Linked DNA regions of Zea mays: region 2 is linked to region 1. A link is a contact called in public Hi-C data. All regions are on one chromosome and are shown on one strand. The core of a region is the stretch at or near the end of the contact, and the rest is flanking DNA. Distances in the headings are between cores, read along the strand shown.

Evidence for each region. Hi-C and Micro-C count contacts between places; a contact is called where the count stands out from the background.
Region 2: a Hi-C map of leaf shows a contact between it and region 1, with 3 times the contacts expected there. The contact joins the promoter of LOC100285397 here to the enhancer-like site in region 1. A contact is called at or near these places in 3 of 25 Hi-C or Micro-C datasets (ear, leaf and tassel).

Annotation. Positions count from the first base shown.
Region 1 is chr10:94,125,577-94,130,187 of Zm-B73-REFERENCE-NAM-5.0, forward strand. No RefSeq gene overlaps it. Among protein-coding and RNA genes, the nearest start is that of LOC103641407, 50 kb to the left of the region's middle. Within about 2 kb of position 3,280, at least 17 of the 20 cell types and tissues checked have an H3K27ac peak or open chromatin away from gene starts, as enhancers often do. A contact at or near this core is called in ear, leaf and tassel, where this site is marked.
Region 2 is chr10:94,750,770-94,755,041 of Zm-B73-REFERENCE-NAM-5.0, forward strand. It overlaps LOC100285397, which reads left to right and starts at 2,933. Exons shown (of 7, transcript NM_001361367.1): 1 at 2,933-3,258; 2 at 4,230-4,272. The coding sequence starts at 3,045.

The DNA of each region.
Region 1 (4,611 bases), core at 2,030-4,529:
TTGAGAATTATGGTGAACATCAAAATACGAAACTCATTTTATGAGCTTTAGCGTACGTTACTATGGTTTTTATATATTATATAGATAGATTTTATTTAAATAGGATAGATATAAACTTATAGACTCTTATTTTTTCCACACTGACGAGATCAGGAACGGTGAGGGATGACGTACTCAACTATAGATGGTCACTAGTCGGTTACCCGTGCGTTGCAACGGCTCACAACAATACCCACGTAAACTATCCACCAAAAAGATCTCAAGATTTTTTATTGATTGTCTCTACTCTCCGCATAATATTTTTTTTTTGATTTGACTAACCGAGTCGACATCGTGGTAAAGGAAAGGTCATGTAGATAGGCGATGCCGAGCCATCGAATGGGTATCATAGACAACAAATCATGGACCCCCATCCCTCGTCTCCCCCACTTCCAAGGTTTCGTAGAGCAGGAAGGAAAGGGAAGAAGCAGTCATACATGTTCGTTGCCGGAGAAGGACACGACGAAGGCATGAACATCTAGAGGCGACATAGGTAATATACCGCTAGATACATACAGGGAGAGAGCACACAAGCGGAGAAAGAAGCCCAGCCAGAGTAGCTCCAAACCGAGAGGCACTCGCACCAGGCGTCAGTCCGAAAAGGGCGAGAGAATGCGAGGGCCTTCAATCCCTGGACTCACCGAGGCGACAAAACACCACCACCAACTCCGTAGCATATGCCGACTGCTACCACGCTATAGGGCTTGGTTGTCCAATATCTCAGATCTGGATTCGTCATCGCCAAGATAACCTAAGCGTGGCAGGCGCCATCGTGTCCTCCCGGCGGCACACACGAAGAAAAGCCAGGAGCAAGACTGACTCACCCGTACCCGCGCCGACGAGCGTCGGTCGGCTCGTAGATGTGACCGTGGGCAGGGGAAGCAGGTTGGGGAGGAATAACAGGGCGAAGGCCGGGAAGACGAACGGGACGCCTGACGACGGCGAAAATGATGGTGTGTGCATGCTGTGACACTCTCGTGGACATGCAATAGCCACTGCGCGGGTCGGTGTCGGGGCTGGTGTCGGACGAATACGGTGATGAGGTGCCTGCTCCCACGCCCTCTGCCGAGAATGGGTGGCGCGGAGGCGGAGGCATGAGGGGAGAGAGAAAAGAAGCAGGATGACGAACGAGGTGGCGGCAACTGAGGCGAGGACCATCATTATCGTGTGGAGGTATAGATGACCAAATGGGACGTGTCTGGCGGGCTGGTTCGGTGCACGACCCATTTAATAGTGTATGGGCCAGCCCGACACGATCGTCGTATCATGCTTGGACCGTAGCCTCGGCCCATAGTGCTGATCCGGCCCAGCACAATTATATATTTTTTATTTTACAAAACTCATATATACATATGTACAATTCATATTCAATATTAAAAACAATTGACCATGATGTTTTATTGGTTAGATGACTTCACTCAGTGTCTTTCACCCTCCTTCTATCAGGGCTTAGGTTCGAACCCCACCTCCTGCAACATTTTTGGGTTAATTTGAGATAGATGTGAGGAGTTATTTGTAAAAATATGACGCAGGAAGACCGTTGAAACTGGTGCATTAAGTATAGTATAGAAATGGATTATGTCTGGTGGGTCAGCCCTAGATATAACCCATTTAATAGTGTCGCGGTCCGGTCTGACACGATTCAATGTAGGCCCGTGTTGTGCCTAGGTCGCCTTCTGAGCCCATAGTGTCAGTATGATATGACATGATTATATTTTAATTTTAAATTATTAGTATACATAATATATATCCATTATATATTATAAATGAACATGCATGAGTTGCACTGGTTAAAAGAAGAGAGGTTAGTCCCTTAGTGGAACTGGTACGGTTTGAATCCTGTATATAATATAAATGAACATGAGCTACACTAGTTAGAAGAAGAGAGGTCAGTCACTTACTGGAACTGCCACAGTTTGAATCCTGGTCACGCTCTAATTTTAGCGATTTTTTTGGTGGGCTCGCTGGAGGTGGGCTCACGGGAGCCAGATGAGCGGACGATGAACAATGAAACTCTTACTTTAAAGGTGCAGAGACTTATGAGGCATGACAAAAGGTGTAGAGACTTGTGGGCCATGAGTAGAGATGGCCAAACGGGCCGTCCGGTCCGGCCCGGGTCCGGTGAAGCACGGCCCGTTTTGGGCCCGGCCCGTCAGGCACGGTTAGAAAACCGGGCCGGGTCTTCTAAGCCCGCGGGCTCGATTTCCTGTCCGAGCTCGGGCCGCAGCGGGCCTAAACGGGCCGGCCGGCCCAACCCGTTTAACATGAAAAAAGCAGACCCAAAGCGGGCTAAGCGGGCCGAAAAGCATGTTTTAGTGCAAAAAAAGCGGGCTCAACATGCTTAGAGGTAAACGTGTCGTGCCGAGCTAGCCCACCGTGCCTAGTTTCTTGTCCGAGCCCGACCCACTTATTCGTGTCGGGCCGGTCCGGACTCGCATAGAACCGGGCCGTGCTGGGCTCGGACCGGGACCAAACAGCGGGCTTCGTGCCGGGCTCGCGGGCCTCGTGCTTATTGACCATCTATAGCCATGAAAAAGTAGACAAGCACATCAATGCCGAGTGCAAATTTATTGTCAGAATGTATGCTAATGTCAATAAAAAAAAGTATGCTCATTAAATACATTAGCACAATATTAATAAAATAGAACGAGTGCAAATTTATCGTCACCATGTTCACTATAACGTGCCTTATGCTAATGTCAATGAAAAAATGTATGGTTATTAAATATATTGACATAATGTTAACAAATCAGAAACATCTATAAAAGTTTTATAGAAGTGGACATAGCTTTGTAGGATAAAACTCTTATGCACTATGTGATACCCAAATTCTAGGGAATAAAGGAAAGAGTACAAAATTATGTTTGGTGAATGTATTTTTACACAAATAAACCATTGTTTTCAAAGCAACTTTACTTTGTGTATCATTGTTTTCAAAATTATGTTTTCAAATAAACCATTATTTTTACACAACTAATAAATAATAAATAAAATAAATCAAAATTGTGTATCATGCTGAACTTTACTTTGTTTGCATTTAAATTGGGGTTTGTGATATAAACTCATATTCAAAAAAATATAACTGAAATTCGAATTCAATGTAAACAAGAAAAGAAAAAAACAAAGAAGGATCATACCTTCGTGGGCCGATTGCTTATCTGTTGGCCCAACTTCCCCTTGAACGCCAGCCTAACATGGCCACCTGCGTGCCGACCGCTGGAGCACCGTCGTCGGCCTCTCGGTCACCCGCACCGCAACACGTGCATCATCGCCATGTCACTGCCAGACGGGTCCCTCACTCCAGACTCTCTCCTAGCCGTCAGCCTGAGTTTGTTGCAGAACATGCGGATCGCATAACGGCCGCCGGCCGTTGCAACCCTCCGGCTAGCATCCATCTATAAACCCTGGGCATGGTTATATATATAGTTTATTAGGTGAGTACCTGTACGTTTTAATGAAAACATATAATACCATGATAATTTATATACAAAATATGTCTTATATTGTTATAAAAAATATTTCATAATTTATTTGTGATCCTAGCCATACATAAATTTTGTTATTTTAATTTAGTTGTTTCACTACTACATTGTAACCATCAGTATCATGCAGACTTCGATATATGTCATGATTTGCATGGTCTCATCATTGGAGAGCACGTGCCACACCTGCCGGTAGAAATTCCGTCATACATCGTTAGTCATCAGGCACGCACCACCATACACACTTGCTTAAACAAAAAAGACAAGTGTGTGTTTGCGAAGAGAATTAAAGTCAGACCGGCACAAAAGCTACCCCGACGATGGCGAGTGGTCATTGTTGTCGGTCCTCCTCTGCTCACCTCCGGCGCCGAGATGACGCCACAATCCTTGATATAGTAGTCGTCGAACGCGCGCGACATGGTGAGTACCGACGACTCTTGGCTGGGCTGCCAAATGAAGTGCACTCCGGGCTCATCAGCGAGGTAGTACACATGGTCGTTGCACCACCGGATGTGCTACTTCTCTACATACATCTTGTTCGAGGACACACAACAGCAACAATGGCCGTCATCCCAGCGCACAAGAATTCATGGCCGATCAGTAGCGACTTACGTAGCAGGTTGGGCTTCAGGTGGATGATGAGCTAGAAAGTATGATGGCGTCGTCGTCGGCTGCGGTGCCCAGAACAATCCGAGAGTCGTCGGCATTGGCGACGACAATGAGGTCCCCCTGTTTGACGATGGACAGCGCGGTGCAGCCGCTCTGGACCGCGAACAAGCGATGGCTGCGCTGGAGCTTGCCGTACACATCGGCGCATGGGCCACGTAGGACTGCTTAGAGAGGTCAAACTGGCAGTCGCCAAGCTTCTTCTCGTCGTCGACGAGCGACACCAAAGCGAGCGCCTCATGCTAGTGGTGTTTGTTTGGGGTTTGCAAGTAAGAAACATGGATTCATCTTTGGCATTGATTTATGAAAATGTCTTATAAGTCAGATCCATGGAAAAATATTACGGAGAATAAATGTCACACATGCAAAAAAAGGAATTTAAGTTGAAAACATTATTCAAACAAAAGAAATTGCATACAAGACT
Region 2 (4,272 bases), core at 1,683-4,182, 620 kb after region 1:
GCGAGGGATGACCCTGGGTATGTTCGATACATAACCAAGGCTCGGGCTACGCCCCTGAGGTACCCTAGGACATTTCCGAGACCGACGGGAACGATTTGTAACGGAATCCCACCAGAGGGAGGCATCGAGCCCTCAGACCCCGTCAAAAGGGGACCGGGTCCGGCGAATCACCCGCAGGTACTTTTGGAGCGCGCCTCCGGGCCACTAGCCGACCCCTAACGAATGGGGCATGGACGTCCACTCGGATTACCCGTTAGCAACTCACTGGAGACACCATGTTCGGCGCCCTCCGAGGGCAACATGGTGCTTTCCCCCCTCCTTGCGGAAAGGCGACGCAGGGGCATATGAAAAAAGCCGAGTCTGTCCTTGACCGTCCTCTCGCTCTGTGCGGAGGCTCGGGGGCTGCTCTCGCAAACCCGGCTCCGGCCAAACCGTTGACAGTGTCAACATACCAGCCCGAGAACTTGGGACTCGACTATGCACCCGGGCTACGGTCAGTTCGCATGAGGGAACAACCAGACCGGCCGAAGCATCACGAAACACGCTAAGACCTCGAAGGAGTCAAAACACTCCTCCGAGGCCTCGGGGGCTACACCCGGCGGGTGCGCTCGCGCGCACCCACCGGAACGAAATGCAACCGAGAAAGGCCGGTCCCCTTGCAAAAAAGTGTGACAAAAGCCTCCAAGCGAGTGCCAACACTCCCTTTGAGGCTCGGGGGCTACTGTCGGGGACCATAATTAGGGGTATCCCCAAGACTCCTAATCTCAGCTGGTAACCCCCATCAGCACAAAGCCGCAAAGGCCTGATGGGCGTGATTAAGGTCAAGGCTCAGTCCACTCAAGGGACACGATCTCGCCTCGCCCGAGCCCAGCCTCGGGCAAAGGCAGCCGACCCCGGAGGATTTACGTCTCGCCCGGGGGCCCCCTCAAGCAACGGACACACCTTCGGCTCGCCCGAGGCCCAGTCTTCGCAGAGAAGCAACCTTGGCCAGATCGCCACGCCAACTGACCGTATTGCAGGAGCATTTAATGCAAGGATCGCCTGACACCTTATCCTGACGCGCGCTCTTCAGTCGACAGAGCCGAAGTGACCGCAGTCACTTCGCCGCTCCACTGACCGACCTGACAAGAAAACAACACCGCCTGTGTCGCTCCGACTGCTGTGCCACTCGACAGAGTGAGGCTGACAACAGCTAAGTCCAGCCTTGGGCGCCATAGGAAGCTCCGCCTCGCCCGACCCCAGGGCTCAGGCTCAACCTCGACGCTGGACGACGGACACCGCCTCGCCCGACCCCAGGGCTCGGACACAGCCTCAGCCTCGGAAGACGGACTCCGCCTCGCCCGACCCAGGGCTCGGACTCAGCCTCGGCCTCGGAAGACGGTCTCCGCCTCGCCCGACCCAGGGCTCGGACTCAACCTCGACCTCGGAAGACGGACTCCGCCTCGCCCGACCCCAGGGCTCGGACTCAGCCTCGACCTCAGAAGACGGACTCGACCTCGACCTCGGAAGACGGACTCGACCTCGACCTCGGAGGAGCCTCCGCCTCGCCCGACCTAGGGCTCGGACCGACCACGTCACAGGGGGGGCCATCATTACCCTACCCATAGCTAGCTCAGGCTACGGGAACAAGACCGGCGTCCCATCTGGCTCGCCCCGGTAAACAAATAATGATGGCGCCCCGCGTGCTCCATGACGACGGCAGCTCTCAGCCCCTTACGAAAGCAAGGAGACGTCAGCAAGGATTCGACAGCTCCGACATCTGTCCTTCCACAGGGCCCAAGCGCTCCTCCGACGGCCACGACATCACATGAACAGGGTGCCAAAACCTCTCCGACTGCCACGACGGCATGTACTTAGGGCTCTAGCTCCTCTCTGCTAGACATGTTAGCACACTGCTACACCCCCCATTGTACACCTGGACCCTCTCCTTACGCCTATAAAAGGAAGGTCCAGGGCTCTCGTACGAGAAGGTTGGCCACGCGGGAGAACGGACCGACGCATAAGGCTCTCGCTCTCTCCCACGCGAACGCTTGTAACCCCCTACTGCAAGCGCATCCATCCGCCCTGGGCGCAGGACAACACGAAGGCCGCGGGTTCCCCTTACTGTTCTCCCCCTTTGTGTCCCGTCTCGCGCCGACCCATCTGGGCTGGGACACGCAACGACAATTTACTCGTCGGTCCAGGGACCCCCCGGGGTCGAAACGCCGACAGGGAGGAATGCCGCGGTCAAAAGCAGAGAGCGAGGGGGATGGGAAATGGAGGAGACGAAAGGGCGGGTCAGGACGCCGGAGAAATGGAGCAGAGCATACCTGCGAAGACGACGACACGGCCTCAGCGAATGATGGCAGCGGAGGGTGGGGTTGAAACCCTAAATGGCAGCGCGAGTGGCCACGGGATGCCGATGACTTCTTCAAGATGAGGGGGCTTCGGCCGCTTCTTTCAAACCGTTGTGGGACAACTTCACCCGAAGCGCGGCCCACGGAAGCGCCCTAAGAAGCTGGACGTTTAGGGATGCTGGACAGCTTTTGACGACAATAACTAGTTACACACAGTTGGCCCGGACCGTCCTGCGAAAACTGATCCAGCGAGAACTAGAAGCAGAGGCCTCGAGTCTGCACATCGCGTATGCCCAAAAAAACGCCAATAGTAAAAAAAGAATAATGAGTATAAAAGCCGTTTGAAAATTAATGTACGTGGATGAGTCTTATAGGACGGAAGATTCAATTTGTGAGCCCAAGAGGATTGGATGTCAATGGTTAAATATTTTTACAATTTTTTTAGGAAAAAAAATTCTGTTTACAATTCTCGAAAAAAAAGAAAAAGAAAACTCAGCGATTTAAACCCGCACATACATCGGTGTGTTGCGGTGAGAGCCGGAATATACCCGGTTGCTCCCCCTTGGATCCTTGTTTGCTTCCTGCTGCCTGGCCTTCTCTCCTCCCCAAAATCAATCGCCCACAAAGGAGAGCCAGGCAGCCAGCCAAATCTTCCACCTCCTCCATTTCCAGCCCCGTCCCCACACCAGCTCGCGTAACCTCCTGCCCATGGCTGGAGGCGGCGGCGCAGGCGCGGGCTCGTCGTCCGGCGGCGGCGGAGGGGGCGGCAGGGAGGGCGACTGGGACTGCGGCAGCTGCGGCAACCGCAACTACGCCTTCCGCTCGCTCTGCAACCGCTGCAAGCAGCCGCGCCTCCTCGTCGACCCCAACACCCCGCGCGACTCCAAGTGGCTACCCCGCGCCGGGGACTGGATCTGCACCGGTAACACCTCTCCTGCCACGCTACCCTTCATTATTACCCAGCCCTGAATCACCCGTCACTTGTTGTAGATGCTGGCTCTCATCCATCCCTATGCAGCGCATTGATAGTCTAGTGAATCTAGCATTTCTCCTTCATCCCTTGTGTTCGCTCTAGGTTTAGTATGTTGGCATAGCCCTGGTTATTATTGTAGACTTCTTAGCTAGACTTTGGGTCTGTTTGGATTCAAGATCTAATTACTAGCTAGCTAAAATTAGCTAAAATTGATTCTAGTGCATCCAAACAAGAGGGCTAATAGACGTGATAATTTTTTAGCCAAGTTTTTAACTAGCTGTTAGCCAACTAGCTAGCCAAACTCAGCTAGATTTTAACCCATCTAGTAGCCCTAACTCATCCAAACATGATCTTTTCTAGTCATGCAGACAACATTTTAATAAGGTAAGTTAGTTGCATTTTAAATGATGAGTGTTTATTTTTTAAAACAGAACAGGTGTAAATAAAGGAACTAGAAACTTCATTCAAACTAAGAAAGGAAACTCTACAAATTATTTGACCACCGCTCCTTAAGCTTTCCATGCAAATCAGTTCATTCACCCTCTTTGATCTATATTTTTTTTTGACCAAACTGTATACCTCTCTTATAAGCACGGTAATCAGGGTATTTAGTACTACTATATGTTCTGAAAGTATCTTGGATGATCTTTGTTTGTGTTTTAATTGTTGCTACTACCTATTAGAAATATTTTCATTATTCCTTCTGTTTATTTTGTTCATTGAATGCTGCTATATGTAGATAATATTAGAAAAAAAACTTTACCAATGAGTGTGCTAAGTAATGACTAGTGTGCGTGTGTCTATTCCTTTCTATGGGTTTGTGCGTGATGGCTGGTCATGGTGGTGGTGGGTGTGGGTGTGCTTCGGTGCGTTTTGCTGCCTACTGTGCTGGTGGGTTTATGCGGCAAATGGATGAATAGGTTGCAGTAACAATAATTATGCATCCAGAAAGAACTGCAAAAA